2 separate regions of the Mus musculus genome follow, and region 2 is linked to region 1. A link is a contact called in public Hi-C data. All regions are on one chromosome and are shown on one strand. The core of a region is the stretch at or near the end of the contact, and the rest is flanking DNA. Distances in the headings are between cores, read along the strand shown.

What was found. Hi-C and Micro-C count contacts between places; a contact is called where the count stands out from the background.
Region 2: a contact with region 1 is called in a Hi-C map of pro-B cells, with 4 times the contacts expected there. The contact joins two enhancer-like sites. A contact is called at or near these places in 2 of 15 datasets of contacts at CTCF or cohesin (embryonic stem cells and stem cell-derived epiblast-like cells), 11 of 484 Hi-C or Micro-C datasets (B cells, the G1E-ER4 cell line, cardiomyocytes and 7 more), 3 of 115 datasets of contacts at active chromatin or transcription factors (double positive thymocytes, large pre-B cells and pancreatic cancer cells) and 1 of 9 other capture datasets (embryonic stem cells).

The regions. Positions count from the first base shown.
Region 1 is chr17:4,784,003-4,787,237 of GRCm38.p6, forward strand. No RefSeq gene overlaps it. Among named protein-coding and RNA genes, the nearest start is that of Gm34371, 9.1 kb to the right of the region's middle. Within about 2 kb of position 1,664, at least 76 of the 459 cell types and tissues checked have an H3K27ac peak or open chromatin away from gene starts, as enhancers often do. A contact at or near this core is called in pro-B cells, where this site is marked.
Region 2 is chr17:5,315,192-5,318,426 of GRCm38.p6, forward strand. The region is part of intron 11 of Arid1b (AT rich interactive domain 1B (SWI-like)); the gene reads left to right. Among named protein-coding and RNA genes, the nearest start is that of Gm34854, 93 kb to the left of the region's middle. Within about 2 kb of position 1,615, at least 57 of the 459 cell types and tissues checked have an H3K27ac peak or open chromatin away from gene starts, as enhancers often do. A contact at or near this core is called in pro-B cells, where this site is marked.

The sequences.
Region 1 (3,235 bases), core at 414-2,913:
GAAGATGAAATGGGTCAAAGGTCAAGGAAACAGAAGATTTGGATGAAAATTAGGTCCAACAGGAGCATCATGGCAGGGAGGGTACCACTAAGCAGGTTTGCAGCCTGCACTACCAAGGCAGCATGCGTCTTCAACTGTCTTCTCTTCCCCTTGGCAGTTGGGCCATTTCATTTTACTGATGTCACAGGCTAAGTTGTGTCTCCACCCCTATCCTATTAGCCTGCCCCATGCTCTTGTTGGAAGTCCCAATCACTGATACCTTGGAATGTGAGCCCTTAAAAAGAGAGGGCCTTTAGAAGAAAATTAAGACGAGGCCCCCAGGGTGGGCTCTAATCCTGTACATGTGGCCAAAGCTGTTATAAGAAAAGGTTGTAACACAGACACACAGAAAAGAGGCCACGTGAGGACACAGTCTATCTACAAGCAAAGGACTAAAAGCAACCCTGCCAACACTTTGACCTCAGCCTGCCAGACTCCAGAATGCTGTGAAATTCCTGTGAAGGTGCCAAGTGTTTGTAGCTGCCTGATTGGCCCCTATAGTATACAGCAATTTCTGTTCCCTCCCATCCATGAAGACTCAGAATGAGTGACGAGAAAGGACATCCCTGATGTTGTCCGGGCGACTGTCCACCCATCAGGACAGTACCACTGGGATGGTATAGTAGTTGGGCACATACAGCATACAGAGAGCCCCAAAGAGAAACAGTGATTGAAATGATTGGCTGGGCATAGCTCAGTGGATAGAGTGCTTGCCTAGCCTGTAGAATGCCCTGTGTTCTATCCCTGGCACTCTATAAACCAGGCATGGAGGTATGCCCTGGTAATCTCAGGCCTCAAGGAGGAAAGAGGACAGCAAGATCTTCCTCAGCTGCACAGTGAGTTCATGGCTAGCCTGGAACATTAAAAAAAAATGAGACCCTGTTCTTAAAAAAAGAAAAAGAGAAGGAAAAAGAAGAGGAAGAGGAGGAAGAGGAGAAAGAGGAGAAGGAGAGAGAGGAGGAGAAGTAGGAGGAAGAAGAGAAAGAGGAAGAGGGGGAAGAGGAGGAGGAAGAAAAAGAAGAGAAAGAAAATCATTTTATTTTCACAAAGTTATTCTTACAGTGTTTGCTGCAAAATTACATTTTTTAATTTTTATTATATATATATATATATATATATATATATATATATATAAGCTTTTAAGCTCTACAGCCTCTTAGATAAACAAGCCAACACTTACGAAATATAAATAGGGAAGATCCAACAACTAAAAATAAGCTCTCTCCTCTTAGCACAGCCCTAGGGCCCTGTGGATCCTCTTGCAAGGCTGGCCTCAGCTGCCACCTGCTTCTGTCCCCAGGGTGCTGGGCTCGCAGGCAAGGTGTCATGTATCCCCACCCTGACTCTGAGCTAGCTCTCCTGGCACCCAGGGCCTGCCTCCTGATCCTGCAGAGAACTCCAACTCACAGAGCAAGGGGGTGGCGGGCATACACTAGGGTCCTGCCTCTCCACAAGAGCTGTGCACAGCAAGTTACATGACACACACCACTCTAATCAGAAGCAAACCAGAATACAAGCCAGCAGGGAGAGCACCTTCCAGAACTCCATGCCTCTCTATGAGGCTGCATAAGCTGCGGGCAAGCAGGAGATTCCATGAAGGAAGTGTCTAAGAAAAGTGGCTTGCGTGCCCAGCACTGAGTCATCCTGCAAGTATGCTGGGCTGTCCTAGAGATGCCTGTTCTCCCTGCCCTGCTCTCTGCTCTCCTTGACACACACACACACACACACACACACACACACACACACACCTGTCCTCTTTACCCACCCTCCTCGCCCCGCCCTTCTCACCCCTCCCTCCTTGCCCCGCCCTCCTTCAGCTGTGGGTATTTATGTATAATCAGAGAAATCTCTTTCCTTAAACCACAGAGTCTGATAGCCACTGTGTCTAGCACTTTCCATCCCGACAGCACGCCCCATCTCACCTCAACACCTCTCGATCCTCGTGCATCTCTGGACATTCAGCACACAGAATGGGGTTCCCAGACGCCCCGAGAAGGGACCGGGAGAGCATGGCTGGATTTCACCCTCATTCAAAGCCATCTCAGCCCTTTAAATGTATATTTCTCACTTGATCCCACTTCTTCACACTTGTGTTAGGATATGATTTAACATGAAATGTGAAATACTTGCTTGGTGACACTCGGGTTCGGTCTGCACACTGATTGCATGGTGCTATTCCCCACAGAGAGCTGGAACTTCAAGACTGGAGCGAAGGAGAAGTGCCTTGCTCCCCGGGGAGCTCAGGCTGCATAAAACCTACTCAGGAGGAGAAAGTGGGGTACACAGCAGGCAAGCAGCCAGAGTCAACTGCCTCCCCACCCCCAGGAGCCCTGTGCTCCTGACTCTTGCGATCCCACAGAAAGCACTGAGGAGCTTAGGCAGGAGACCAAGCTTTCCCACTCTCTTCTGCAGGGGACAGGGTGTCATGTACTCTTTCCCAGACATCTCTTGGATTTGGGGGGGGAACTTTGGGGGCTTGTTGTTGTTGTTGTTGTTTGTTTGTTTGTTTGTTTTTTCTGTCAGGCAGCTGTCACTTGGCTGGGAAGATGGCTCAAAAGATAAGGTGCTTGGTATGCAAACATGAGGACTTAAGTTCAAATCCCCAGAATCCATGAAAAGCCAAGTGTGGAAGTGCTTGTGTGTTATCCCAATGTTACTGTGGGGAGACAGAAGGAAGAGGTGGGAGGAATCCTGCAACAACAGAGAAGAAGATGAGGACCACACCTGGGATTATCCAGACTGTCCTCTGACACCCACACACATGCTAAAGTAAGTGCCTGTGCATGAGCACACACACACACACACAAACACACATGCACATACAAACACACACACATATAAACACATGTACATACAACCACACATGCACATACAAGCACATACAAACACACATGCACATGCAAGCACATACAAACACACATACAAACACACACACACATACAAACACACACATGAACACACACACACATGCACACATACAGACAGACATACATATAAACATATACGCATACACACAATTGAGGCCCAGAAATGATGCACCTACCTAACATTTGCCAAGTCTTGGATTTGATATGTAGCACTGAAGATACATGCCTTTGAGTTAAATTGATACTGGCCTTAATACATTCTCCGGAACCTACCATTTTCTGTAGTACCTTGAAAAATTCATTTTGAATCTTTCTGTGGGTATGTGTGT
Region 2 (3,235 bases), core at 365-2,864, 530 kb after region 1:
CCGAAGGCAGGCAATACTGTGTATTTTTTCCTCCTTTCTCTCTCCCTTCCTTTCTTTCTCTTTGTAACAGGAAAAAGTATATGTATTAGTAATTCTAAATGAATGGGAAGAATTTAAATACATTTGCAAAACTATTAGCATATTGGCTCAGTGATAGAAAAGGATAATCTTTAAAACTTAAGATAATAATTACAAATAATCACTGAACTTGAAGACCACTTGTGAAGGAATTACAGGTGACTGAGGTCTGCTGTGTTCTAACTTCCAACTCAGTCTGCCTTATCCAGTGAGGCTTGTGCAAAATTCTGATCAAAATTCTACTTTTTAGCTGGATGCAGCGCCACAAGCCAGTAGTCCCAGAGGAAAGACGCAGAAGCAGGAAGGCTCCAGCCTGGGCTACATAGCAAGACCCTACCTCAAAAATGTTTTCTTTTTTCAATCTTATTTAAATGTAATAGAAAAGCAAACTAAAGTATTGCCCATTTTCTGATTATTACACTTGAAACATAATATTTTTCTTTTTTAAAAATATTGCCACATATATTATTTCTTTATATACCATAAATTGTTTTGTGTTTAAAAATTTGCAGCAACTCCCTGGCTTTAGTACTAAACAAGGGCAGGAGAAGCCATGTTTGCTGTGTGGAAAATGCTAGACTCCTGCTGTGTGCTCTGCTGCGCACTCCTTTCCTGAAGGAGCCAGTAATTCAGGACGGGACTGAAGAGGGTAGAGCACAGGGCTCGTGTTATTCTTGCCTCAGATCCCGACAGGCATCTGTGAGTCAGGAGGATCTAGCTGCTCCTTAGAGATACCACTTCATTCTGTGTTTGAATTTGATCTTAATACTGTCCCCAGTAAAGCTTTCCAAAAGCAAGCGTGAACTGGGCAAAGCTGCTGTGGTTGCTGTGACAGTGGGCTGTGGACCAACACTGCTTTGTTAGGAAACATTGTAAAATATAAATAAACATTTGTCCATACACATATACATAGAACCAAGCATATGGTAAAGACTGCAGAAATGTAAATCTGCCTCAGAGACTTGAGGAAATGTGCATTTTAGCTTAATTAAACTGTATGTAAGGAAAACATTTGTGGCACTATAAGAATATCTTGCTGTGGATTTTCAAAGCACACGTCCCCTTTTTTCCCCTCCCCAGTGGTTTCAGAACCTGGGAGTGCTCACAGCACAGAAGTAGTTCCAAGTGCCTCTTGGACACCTGCAAGAGTTACTGGGTCCTCCTGAAGGCCTTTCCTCATAAACACTGTCCTCAGGTGGGGACTGGAGAGATGGCTCAGAGTGGTTAGGGCAGTAGCTGCTCTTGCAAAGGACCTGGGTTTAGTCTCCAACAGCCAGTGATGGCTCACAGCCATTGTAACTTCAGTTCCAGAGGATCCAGCACCCTCTTCTGGCCTGTATGGCACTGTACACATACAGGGTCAGGACCACGATCACCGCCGTCATCACTGTGTTCGCCAGGACCAAGTGATACATATACACATGAAATAAAAATAGATCTCAAAGAAAAACTTCTTCAGAGGATCCCAACCACTGGTGTGTAGGAAAGAGGAAGAGATGAGTTTCACGGCAGCAGGAAGCACACATGCTCTCTGTCGGGCTCCGCCTCTCTGTTCTTCTTTCTTTAGGACAGTGGGTGGCTCACCAACAAGCCTTGGGACAGGGAGACAGCCACTGTTGCTCTCTCAGCTGTAGTCTCTCTGTGGTCACCGTGTTCATGTCACACCTTGCTCTTTTGTCCTGTACAGAGAGATTTGAGTTCGTTGTTCATTCTTACCTGAGCACCGTTAGACTTTTCACACATTTTTTACTACATTCAAGCATTTACAGAATGCTTTACAAGCATCTAAGACCATTAGTGTGAAGGACACTGTGCTGAGTGAGTGGAGTCAGAATCAACAAGCTTAACACATGGATGGGAGAGTCGCCAGCTGCAGCCCACCGTAGAACAAAGCTTTACACACTCTGAGCAGAATCCTGCAAGGGAGCAACTCAGCCATGCTCAGGTAGAGCTGAGCTCAGGTGTAGATGAGCCAGCAGGCCTCCTGCGAGGTGATCACACAGTCACCTATGTACTTCTGCTCTGGGCAGTGCTGGGGAAGATGTGAAGACTGGCAAGAATGTTATCTTGGAGCTGGAGAGACGGCTTAGATGCTGTACTTGCCAAAGATCCAGTTTCTATTCCCAGTAGCCACAGCCCCTGTCATGTGGCTCACAACTGCCTGTACCTCCAGTTCCAGGGGATCCATACCCCTCTTTTGGACTCAGTGGACATAAACACCTTAAGTATAGTAGATTCATATCTAAAGTAATTTTAAATGACTTGAAGTTTAAGTTCAACTCTGAAGTTAACCCCTAAAGATCACGTATTGATGGTTTAACTGGGTCACCTCCCCTCCCCTGCTCTTCAGGGCTGGGGACTGGATTTAGACCTTGTTGTATAGGGACACTGGGCTCTGTCACCCACCCTTTGCCTGCCTTATTTTCTTCCAATTTGAGACAAGGACTCAATAAACTATCCAGTCTAACCTCAAACTTGGAATCCTTTTGCCTCGGCCTTCCAAGTAGCTGGGAGAACAGACTTGCACCACTGGCCCAGGTCACCCATGTTTATATATGTTATGTAGCCATGTTTAATGCCTCAGTACTCAGGAATTAACACTACAGGCAGAATGGCTTTAGAGTGGCCATAGACAGGAAGCTGCCATTTGAGGAGCTGGAGGTGGCTTCCAGAGTAGTAGGCAACCATACTGGGGTACTTGTCTCGTCACACTGAGAAGCTCATAGACACTATGTAGGGAGAGCTGGCTGTCTCCTGCCACAACATCAGCTACCCAGGTGCTTACGAACTCTACCATCTTGGAGGCAGCCCGTCTCCTGTCTGTGCTTTCTGTCCCCCACCCCACTCCTCCCCTGCACAGTCTACAGTAAGCCTACAGTAAGAATACCAGGTATTCTGCCACGTGACTCCATCTTTACAAGGACATGTAGTCATCATTTTTATTATTTTGAGGGGGAAAAAGTAGGAATGTATTTCTTGGTGACAGGGGACTCTGTGACATCAGCCGTGGGAAGTCTGACCACAGGCATCCATTCTCTGGGCTGCCAGCCTTTTATTTCCCGAAGCACATGAGACTTCACTGGAATCTTGTCTTCCGGGACTCAGTGCATCTATCAACGTGCTTATTTTAGTTTAGTTGTTTCAGGTGTTAAATTAA